Linked DNA regions of Mus musculus: region 2 is linked to region 1. A link is a contact called in public promoter capture Hi-C data. All regions are on one chromosome and are shown on one strand. The core of a region is the stretch at or near the end of the contact, and the rest is flanking DNA. Distances in the headings are between cores, read along the strand shown. Region 1 holds the start of Med25 (mediator complex subunit 25). Region 2 holds the start of Trpm4 (transient receptor potential cation channel, subfamily M, member 4).

Region 1 (5,122 bases), core at 1,109-3,608:
AACAGCTGAGTCATCTCTCCAGTCCAGTCCAGCCCCCATCTCAGCCCTTCTAATGTCTTTTTATACTCTGTTTGTTTGTTTGTTTGTTTGGTTTTTGAGACAGGGTTTCTCTGTGTAGCCCTGTCTGTCCTGGAACTCACTCTGTAGACCAGGCTGGCCTCAAACTCAGAAATCCACCTGCCTCTGCCTCAAAGGCGTGCACCACCACTGCCCGGCTATACTCAATTTTGATAAGTGCAAGGAATTGAACAATTTTTTCCACCGACAAATATTAGATTTCTCCTTCTGTATTTTAAATGATACAATAAAACAAAATAATTTTTTGAGACAAAATCGTGCTGTGTAGCCCAGGCTGGCCTTGGTCCTTATGCTCAGTTCTCCCATGTTGCATTGCTACACCCTGCTGAGTTAGCAGTTTTAGCTGCTTGATTACTGTATGTCTGAGAGCAATTGCTTTGTTTATTAAATTAAATAATTTAAAATAATTTATTTATTTATATTTCATGTGCATTGATGTCTTGCTTTAATGGGTGTCTATATGAGGGTGTTGGATACCCTGGAACTGGAGTTGAACTGCCTTGTGGTTGCTAGGACTTGAATAGCAGTCCGCTGAAAGAACAGCCAGTTCTCTTAGCTGCTATCTCTCTAGATCCTATGAAACAATATTTTAAAGTAACTTTTTTGGATGTTGTTTTTATTCTGGATTTTATTTCCTGTAGTTCCTACAGAATAATTAACAAATGTACTCTGTATATGGAAAAAACAGATTCGTAGAATAATTTTAAAATGTGTGCATGGTTGCACAGTCCCTTAAGGCCAGCCTGGCCTACTCTGATATCTCCTGCCAAATCCACAAATAAACAGATAGATAGACAGATAAATGAAACCTTAAAAATTCTATGCATGCTTTTAGTTCCAGCACTTGGCCGACAGAGACAAGAACATTTTTTGAGTTCACAGCCAACCTGTTTTACAGTGAGCTTCAGGACAGCTAGGGTTACACAGAAAAACTTTGTCTGAAAACAAAACAAAACAAAATTCAACGTGGAAAATTGTAGTTTTGGGGTTAGCATTGGGGTTAAAAAAGCTTGTTCACGCCAATGGTTGGGTGGCGTGTGCCATTAATCCCAGCACTCCAGAGGTAGGGGCAGGCAGATCTCTGAGTTCTGGGAGGCTCCACAAATTTACAGAGCAAGTTCCAGGACAGCCAAGGCTAACACAGAGAAAGCCTGCCTTGGGAGTGGAGGGTGGGGAAGAGATACCAAAAACCAAGGTCTGGGGCAATGTCTCAGTTGCTAACCTGCTTGCAAATGCAAGCAAGTGAGCCAAGTTTGGATGCCTGCCACCTACGTTTTGAAAAATCGCTTGTCTTTTTTTCTTTCTTTTTCTTTTTTTCTTATTTTGTTTTTCGAGACAGGGTTTCTCTGTGCAGCCCTGTCTGTCCTGGAACTCACTCTGTAGACTGATACTGCAACTCAGTCCCACTTGCATCTGCTCTGCACTGGAATTTAAGGCGTGCGCCATCGCGGCTTTGTATCTTTCTACATTAGTACGCTTTATTTAGTAAATTTCTGTCCACACATAAGTTTCCAGGTCATTTTATATTCACTTCGGCTTATGCTGTTAGCTACAATGCTGAGACTCAGTTTTCTCGACTATACCAGACATTACTATTGCACTGTTTATATATATATAGTATTATTATTTTCTTCTTTCTTTTTTTTCTTTTCTTTTTTTCTTTTCTTTCTTTCTCTTTTCTTTTTTTCTTTTTTAATAAGGAATGTATTTTCTTTGATTCTGTTTCTGGCTTCTTTCCCAGAAAACAGAGATTAGGTGTTGCCTAGCAACCTCCACTTAAATTGGAATTCCCTTCTTTCCCAGCAAAAACAACTGCTTCGCTTCCAAGTCCCGGGCAACTTTACAGTGTTGCCTAGCAACGTCGTTTCCAATGATGTGATTGGACCGCTCTCTTTCATCGGTTCCCGGTCAGAAAGAACAGAATTTATTAACTTAATCTCTGTGTGAGACCACAACGGATGGGTACGCGTTGCCTAGCAACCGGATTCCCGACCCTCCCTTTAGCCCGGAGTCGGAAACTAGATTTCGACTCCAAGATGGTGACCGGATGTGCCGTTTTTCGATTTATTTCGTGCTTGATGTTGTGCGCAAAAGTTTGCTCGATTTCAAGAGGCCCTTAAAGGGGCTCGTTGTGCCCATTCTGAGAGTTTCGTGTTGTTGGTATGCCCCAGGGTAGAGATAAAACCACGGCTCGCAAAATGCCCCGCACAAACATGGCCGTATCAGCATCAGCAGAAGCTGCCAGACGTCCGGCGGGGCTGCGCACACCGCGCAAGCGCACTTCTGTTCGTCCCGGGACGGCGACGGCGTCAGCGGCGCTGGCGTCGGCGGCGCGGGGCATGGTCCCCGGATCCGAAGGCCCGGCGCGGGCCGGGGGCCTGGTCGCCGATGTGGTGTTTGTGATCGAGGGGACAGCAAACCTGGGGCCGTACTTCGAGGAGCTCCGCAAGCACTACCTGCTGCCTGCCATAGAGTGAGTGAGCGAGACCTCTCGTCGCCTCCCGCCGCCCTAGCTAACCTAAAGCTCGTGCCGACCCCGCCTTTCCTCCGTCTTTGCAGGTACTTCAACGGGGGACCCCCTGCAGAGACGGACTTTGGGGGAGACGTGAGTGCGCGGCCGAGTCACGGGATGGAAGCCGGTAGACCCCTGTGTCTGAGGGAGGAAAGATGGGGTCCTTAGTCTTGGGTTTGAGAGAAGAAGGGCTCACAGCTTATTTCTAAAATGATCTGAAGTTGGGATGGCCTGTTCCTTGCCAAAGATCTCAGTTGTAAAGTTGTTCTGTCCTTTCTTCCCAGTATGGTGGAACCCAGTACAGCCTTGTGGTGTTCAACACCGTGGACTGCGCTCCAGAGTCCTATGTACAATGTCACGCACCTACCAGCAGTGCCTATGAGTTTGTCACCTGGCTCGATGGCATCAAGTGAGCTTTGCCTCCATTTGGGGCAGGATGGGTACCCCCAAGAAAGACTGTGGGCAGGGTGGCCTGTGATTGAATAGTGCCCCGCACTCAGCAGAACTCAGTGTGGGTCACCACAGTCCCTGTCTGAGTGTCCAGTTACCGTCAGCTTCTTCTTTCTTCCTCTTGTCTGTCTACTCCAGAGGAGTCTGCAGGATGGGTCTGGGCCCTGAGAGCTCCTTACGTGGTTGGGTCACAGTTTACAGTGTAGCCTTTTTTGTTTTTTTTTGTTTTTTTTCGAGACAGGGTTTCTCTGTGTAGCCCTGGCTGTCCTGGAACTCACTCTGTAGACCAGGCTGGCCTCGAACTCAGAAATCCACCTGCCTCTGCCTCCCAAGTGCTGGGATCAGAGGCATGGGCCACCACACCTGGCACAGTGTAGCCTTGAATTGCTGATCTGACTGCTTCTACTTTCTGGTTGCTGGGATTACAGACACCTGCCACCATGACCAGCTTGTAGAGCCAGGCAGCCTAGAGTCATGGCTTCTTCCCAGATAACTCTTTGACTGTCGGGTCCCAGGGTCCTTTGTGCTGCTCGTTTCGTATTTGTTCTCAGTGCTCTTGACTGTCTGTTGCTGTATAACGTTTCCCCACTCCCACCCCACTTTTAAGGATTTCAGAATGCACAGTTGCTCCTCATGAAGCCATCTGTATGTCAGGAACTCAGGAGGATAAGCCAGGCCGTGTGTGTTTGGTCAGGTCTCACAGGGCTGTGTTCATCCACTCTCTGGCATGCCTGAAAGAGCCACGGCCATGAGGCCGTGATGGCTATGATGGCTGTTCTGCGGCTGTGGACAGAGCCTTAGTTCCTTGCTGGCTCTTTGCCATCATGCCCTGGCATATAGCAGAGTGATGCCCAGATTGGCAGCTGGCTCTGCTCAGAGTGAATGAGTGAATCCAGGGGGCAAAGAGGAAGCCACCAGGCTTTTTTGATGACCAAGTGACAGTCCATCACTTTTGTCACCACTTGTTTGGTAGGTGAGTCTATCCTGGTCCAGATAAGAATGGGTGACCAGTGGGATCCCTGGGGACAGACCACCAGAGCCATGTAGGGTGCTGCCGCCCAGCACACAGTAAGCAGTGCGTGAGTGCCCAAAGTTACTGCTTGCCCTGTTCCTGGTCTTGGTTTGCAAATGAATAACAGTGTAGACTGGTGGGCATTGGAAGGGTTGAAGGGGCGCTGGGGCTAACCTCGCCATGTGGATTCCACAGGTGTGTTGTGGTCAAGGTTCATATAGCGGTGCTGATCTAGATCCTGTTTTGATGAAGCAGGTGTGTGTTGAATGTCTGCTTGTCTGCTGTGTTCCAGGTGTGTGTGTGTGTGTGTGTGTGTGTGTGTGTGACATGGTAGGTGGCATGGAAAGCTGACCTGTGCACTGCCCCACCCCCTCCCGGAAGTTGTTAGGATTAGAGTTAATGTAAAGCCAGCCTTCCCATCCTTGACATTGTTGACACTTTGCACTCACGGTTTTTTTTTTTTTTTTTTTTTTGGTTTTTCGAGACAGGGTTTCTCTGTATAGCCCTGGTTGTCCTGGAACTCACTTTGTAGACCAGGCTGGCCTCGAACTCAGAGATCCACCTGCCTCTGCCTCCTGAGTGCTGGGATTAAAGGCGTGCGCTACCACGCCCGGCTTGCACTCACGTTTTTAAAACAGATTTTTTTTTTTTTTAATTTAATGTGTACGAGGTTCTGTATATGCAACACTTGTGCCTGGTGCTCTTTGAGACCAAAAGAGGCCATCAGATCCTCTGGAATTGGAGTTACACAGTGCCATGGAGGTGTTGGGACTGCAGCCTGGATCCCCTGGAAGAGCAGCCAGTGCTCTGAACACTGATTCATTTCTAGGCCCTTAGTCTGGTTTAAACACCACACAGTCCTTTCCATCCTCCTGCCTCAGCCTCACCCATGTTAGGTTTGCTTGTTTGAGCTGCTATACCTAGCTTGGATTATATAAATCTTTTATTTTATTTTTTTAACCCACTCATCTCTCTGTCCCCTCATATCCACCCACAACACTTGCAACCTCCCTTCCAAAATAAAAAAACAAAACAAAACAAAACAGTGTTGATGATTTGTCTGCATGTAT
Region 2 (4,476 bases), core at 758-3,257, 440 kb before region 1:
TTCCCGGTGCCCGTGGAGCTGTCTAACATGCCCTCTGAAGACCTCTTCAGAGACATTCTCCTCTCCAACCTCGCGGCCAGGGTACCTGTGGTCTTGGACCCTGTGGCCATATTCCCTGGAGAAGTCTTCACCCTCTTCTCTGTGGCCTCTGTCCTTCTCACCTTGATATCCCCGGTGGATGTGGTGACCAAACTCAGTTGATAGGTCCTCTGAGGACCCAGGGATGCCTGCATTGTTGTTCCAGTTGCCCAGGCCCAGACCGGCCCCTCTCAACTCCTGGGTCACCACTGGAGGGACCAGCAGGATGGCCACTGTGGCCCAAAGGAGACAAGTGTGCAACCATGGCCCCTGGAAGCCCATGGGGACGTTTAGCAGCTGAGCGTCTGACCAGGCTGGCTTCAGCTGCCTCTGATGGGTCCTTGTGCCTTTTTGGCTTTGACTTTCAGATTGTCCCTTTTGTCGTGGTATAGCTCCCACTCTCTGCCTCTCTATCTTCCTCAGGTCTTGGATGACCCTCTGAGGATGTCCCCTTTGCAGCTGTGACCCTGGTTCCAGGACCTCCCTTCCCACTGCTGGACCAATGGGGTCTGTCCCCTCCCCTTCTTGCTGCTAAATTTATCCAGAGCCTAAGTTATTCTGGTCACTCCCTGCCTGCCCCTCCCCTCCTGTTCCTCTGGCTCAGGACTGGGTGGTGGAGGGGTCTTCATGGCGGGGGCGGGGGGGGGGAGGCAGGGACGTGACAAGCTCAAGTTTGGCATTTTTAGCACAAAGGCTGAACGTTTAGAGTGTCTTGCTGGGAAAGCCTGGGGCTCTGGGAGAGGAGGATGCAGGAGCAGAGGGCCCCCTGCAAGGTAAACACTGGGAAGCGTGCAGGCAGAATGGGACATTCGGTGTGACAGTGGTGTCCTGCAGAAGCTGTGGAAGACAGTGAAGGAATACTGTGCCCAACACCCCATGACCTCCTCTCACTGGAACTCAGATCTGGGGACAGGGGACCAGACCAGTGCTATAAATACAACAGGGGGGAGGTGCTGGGGGCTCAGGTTACTAGGCCTCAGCTGTCCCCACCAAAGGGACTTGGCTGCAAACAGGTGTCACTGCCTTCTCTGCTGGTCAGTGTCACCCACCCCACACTTGTCAGTATATCCACCGTCTTTGAGTTTTTGTCCTTTATGAGTCAACCCCCCCCCCCCCATTATAGTCACTGTTCTGAGCTTCCGTGTTTCTTCTCAGGATTCTAACCTCTCCTCTCCTACTGTGTCTTCCCTGATCCTTCTCTTTGATTCTTCTCTCTCTCTCTTTCTGTGTGTGTGTGTCTGTCTGTCTGTTTCTCTGTGTGTGTCTGTCTGTCTCTGTGTGTGTGTGCCTGTCTCTCTGTGTGTCTGTCTGTCTCTGTGTGTGTGTCTGTGTTTGTCTCTGTCTCTCCTCTGTGTGTGTGTGTTTTCTCTCTCTCTGTCTCTCTCTTTCTCCCTGTATCTCTGTCTCTGTGTGTGTGTCTCTCTCTCTAGTTCTCTCTGTGTCTCTGTTCTCTCTGTCTCTCCTCTCTGAATCTGGGACTCTGTTGCTCTATCACTTTGTATTTCTATCTGTCTCTAACTATCTCTGGATATCTCATTCTTTTTCTGTATTGCTGTCTTCATATTCTCTCTCTCTCTCTCTCTCTCTCTCTCTCTCTCTCTCTCTCTCTCTCTCTCTCTGGGTCTCTGCCCCCTTTTCTTTCTCTGGGTCCCTCTCTTAGTTTCTGTCTCTCTCTCTCTGGGTCTTTCTCTCAGTCTCTGTCTCTCCGAATCTATGTTTGTCCCATGGCTGACATCTATCGTGTGCCCCACTCTGCTTCCTTCGTTCCTCCGCTTGCTCTGCCTTCCAACTCTCGGTCTTTCTTGTCCCCCAAACCGACCCCATCACTGGTTTGGCAGCAGAGTTTGTCCCTCCTCCGCAGCCGCCCTCTCCCCGCCTCCCGTGACGTGTCCCGGGACTCCCCGCCCCGGGCTGGGCTGCGAAGTTGCGGATCCGGTTTGGTCGGGCGGGTCGGCGGCTGGAGGAAATACACGGAGCCTCAGGGGCTGCGGCAGCAGCATGGTGGGGCCGGAGAAGGAGCAGGTATCGCACAGCGTGGGGCTGGGAGTGAGTGGGGTCCAGAGGCGGAGCCAGCTCCGGGGATCCGGGTCAGATGCTGCAGTGGCTGGACCAGGAGTTCCCAGACCGAGCTGCGTGGGTTCCTGGCTGAGCCCGAGGGAGGAGTTCCCAGTGTGTCCCGTGGGCGCGCGGGGTTGTCTTCGAATCCTGTGGGTCTGACTCGACTCCCTGCCCTGCCCTTCTTGTTCCGGTTCTCAGAGCTGGATCCCTAAGATCTTCAGGAAGAAGGTGTGCACGACGTTCATAGTGGACCTCTCCGATGATGCGGGGTGAGCAGTTCGGGGCTGCTGACCTGGCAGCGTAGGTTCGCGGGCCCTGCCCCACTGCAGACAGGCTCCGCCCCCATAGACTGGACTCGCCCCACTCAACGCAGACAAGGGTGCCCACCACAGACTGACCTTCACTGCCTACCGCAGGAGGTCTTGGTGCACAGACACACCCCACCCACCACAGAAGTCTCAGCTCAACACACTCAGACCCCGCCCACTAAGGACCTTCCCGCCTTCACTTGAGACAGACCCCTCCCCCTGCCCTTGTTTTGGGCCACCCTGCTTAGGGCACGCCCCGAATTCTTCATTCCCCTCTAGGTGGGGATCCATTCTGTGTCTTTGTGTCTCTGTCTCTTTGTGTCATTTGTCTCTGCTTCGGCTTTCTGTGTCATCCCGGCTCAGCGAGCATAGCCACACAGCCCTGCCAGCCTTACATAGCTCTGCAGCTTTGGGATAGTAATTCCCTTCTAGGGCTGCGCTTGTCACCTGGGCACAGAACAGCTCCTCCCTTCTGGGGCCGCTGTGCAAACTAAACAAGGTCACTCTGGGACATTTCTGGAACTCTGCCCATCACCTAATAACATCTAATAAACATCCGGGAATATCTGCAACTCCCATGAGAAGAAGAGGGCAATTGCCACTGCAAGCTGTGCTGTGCTGTAGGTGGCAGGGGACAGGAGCAAGCCCTATAGGCTTCTTGGCTGCATGCTTAGTCTCCCTAGCGGGGTCCAGCTTTAACTCAGTTCTCAGGGTAGACTTTTGGCCTTGGGGCAGTGACACCTGATTTCCTTAGTGTGACTTTATCAGGAGCCTGTTGTCCCACCAGTGTGGGACAGGAAAATGTTGTATAAATAAACAGAGATACTGGTTTACTGGTGGGTCTGGCAGAGGGTCACAGACAGCGTGACTAAAGTCAGTGGGACAAGATGGGAGCTGGTGGGCTACAGGTGTCATTGGAAAGATGGTGCAGTGTGGTGCTTTGAAGGTGGCTCTGGGCCTTGGAAGTGCTCGGTCGAAGTCCTCCCTAAGGACAGCCCAGCGTGGCTTGAAAGTAGAGCAGAGTTCAGGCTGTCAAGAGTGTTGTGAGTGGGAAGGTTGGTGGTAGACCTCATGGGCTCTCAGAGGCCATCCCGAGTGTGGTTTCCTGGGGCTGCGTGAGGGCGGGTAGGAATTCAGAAAGGTGAGAAGAGATTGGGACCATCACCAAGATGATGAGCCCAGGAGAAGAAGCAGGTTTGGAAGGGGATGCTGAGTGCCGGTCCTTCTGTGTACATGATGGGCCTTGGAGACGGGCAGGGGAGGATTGGGACCCTGCTGGTACTTAGCAGAAGAGTGAGATTCATACTGGGGTCTGAGGTCCCAGCTATAGGTGGAGATTGAATCCATGGAGGCAGGTGAGGAAAATACAAAGGCCCCCTGTCTCTCTCGCCTTCCTCTTCTTTCCTTCTTACACCTCTGGGCTTAGGGTGTAATTCAGGGGTAGCACACATACTTAGCATGTGTTGGGTTCCGTTCCCAGGACCAAAAACCCAAACCCAAGAAACCTGAGCACCAGAAAGCCACCAGGGGCTGTAGAGATGGTCCCGTGGTTAGTAACTCTGGCTGCTGTTATAGACAAGCACTCAGTGCCCAGCACTGCCCAGGCAGCTCACAACCACCTGTAACTCCCATTCCAGTGGATCTGACGCCCTCTTCTGGCCTTCACAGGCACTGCACACCTACGGTACACAGACACACATGCAGGCAAATCCTCACCCACAAAATTAAAAACCAAAACACTCACCCAACACCCCCCCCCCACACACACACATCTCTTAACACCTTTAAGACAAGTGCTAGCGGCTGCTGAAGTGTCTTAACTGTCTCTCTCGGCCTCTGGGGTTGATGGGCTAGCGTGTCATTGAGGGGTAGCCAGGAGGCTAGCATGGATCCTGGGTGCTCTGAGGGAAGCAGAGGGAAAAGAAAGACACCATGAGAGGTGCATTACAGTTTTGAGGAGAGGAAGGACCAGGCCAAGGTTTCCAGAAGGGGTGCATTCCATGGTGGCCAGTGGAATGTCTCACCTTCTGAC

What was found. Capture Hi-C pulls out chosen DNA fragments and counts their contacts.
Region 2: a promoter capture Hi-C map of pancreatic islet shows a contact between it and region 1. The contact joins the promoter of Trpm4 here to the promoter of Med25 in region 1. A contact is called at or near these places in 2 of 39 promoter capture datasets (hippocampal neurons and liver), 2 of 115 datasets of contacts at active chromatin or transcription factors (pancreatic cancer cells and regulatory T cell precursor) and 1 of 9 other capture datasets (pancreatic islet).

What each region holds. Positions count from the first base shown.
Region 1 is chr7:44,889,660-44,894,781 of GRCm38.p6, reverse strand. It overlaps Med25 (mediator complex subunit 25), which reads left to right and starts at 2,358. Exons shown (of 18, transcript NM_001331207.1): 1 at 2,358-2,551; 2 at 2,638-2,683; 3 at 2,875-2,999. The coding sequence starts at 2,418. It also overlaps a transcript of Fuz not described here.
Region 2 is chr7:45,331,311-45,335,786 of GRCm38.p6, reverse strand. Trpm4 (transient receptor potential cation channel, subfamily M, member 4) reads left to right here and starts at 2,007. Exons shown (of 25, transcript NM_175130.4): 1 at 2,007-2,100; 2 at 2,335-2,405. The coding sequence starts at 2,077. It overlaps Hrc (histidine rich calcium binding protein), which reads right to left and starts at 518. Exons shown (of 6, transcript NM_010473.2): 1 at 1-518. The coding sequence starts at 360.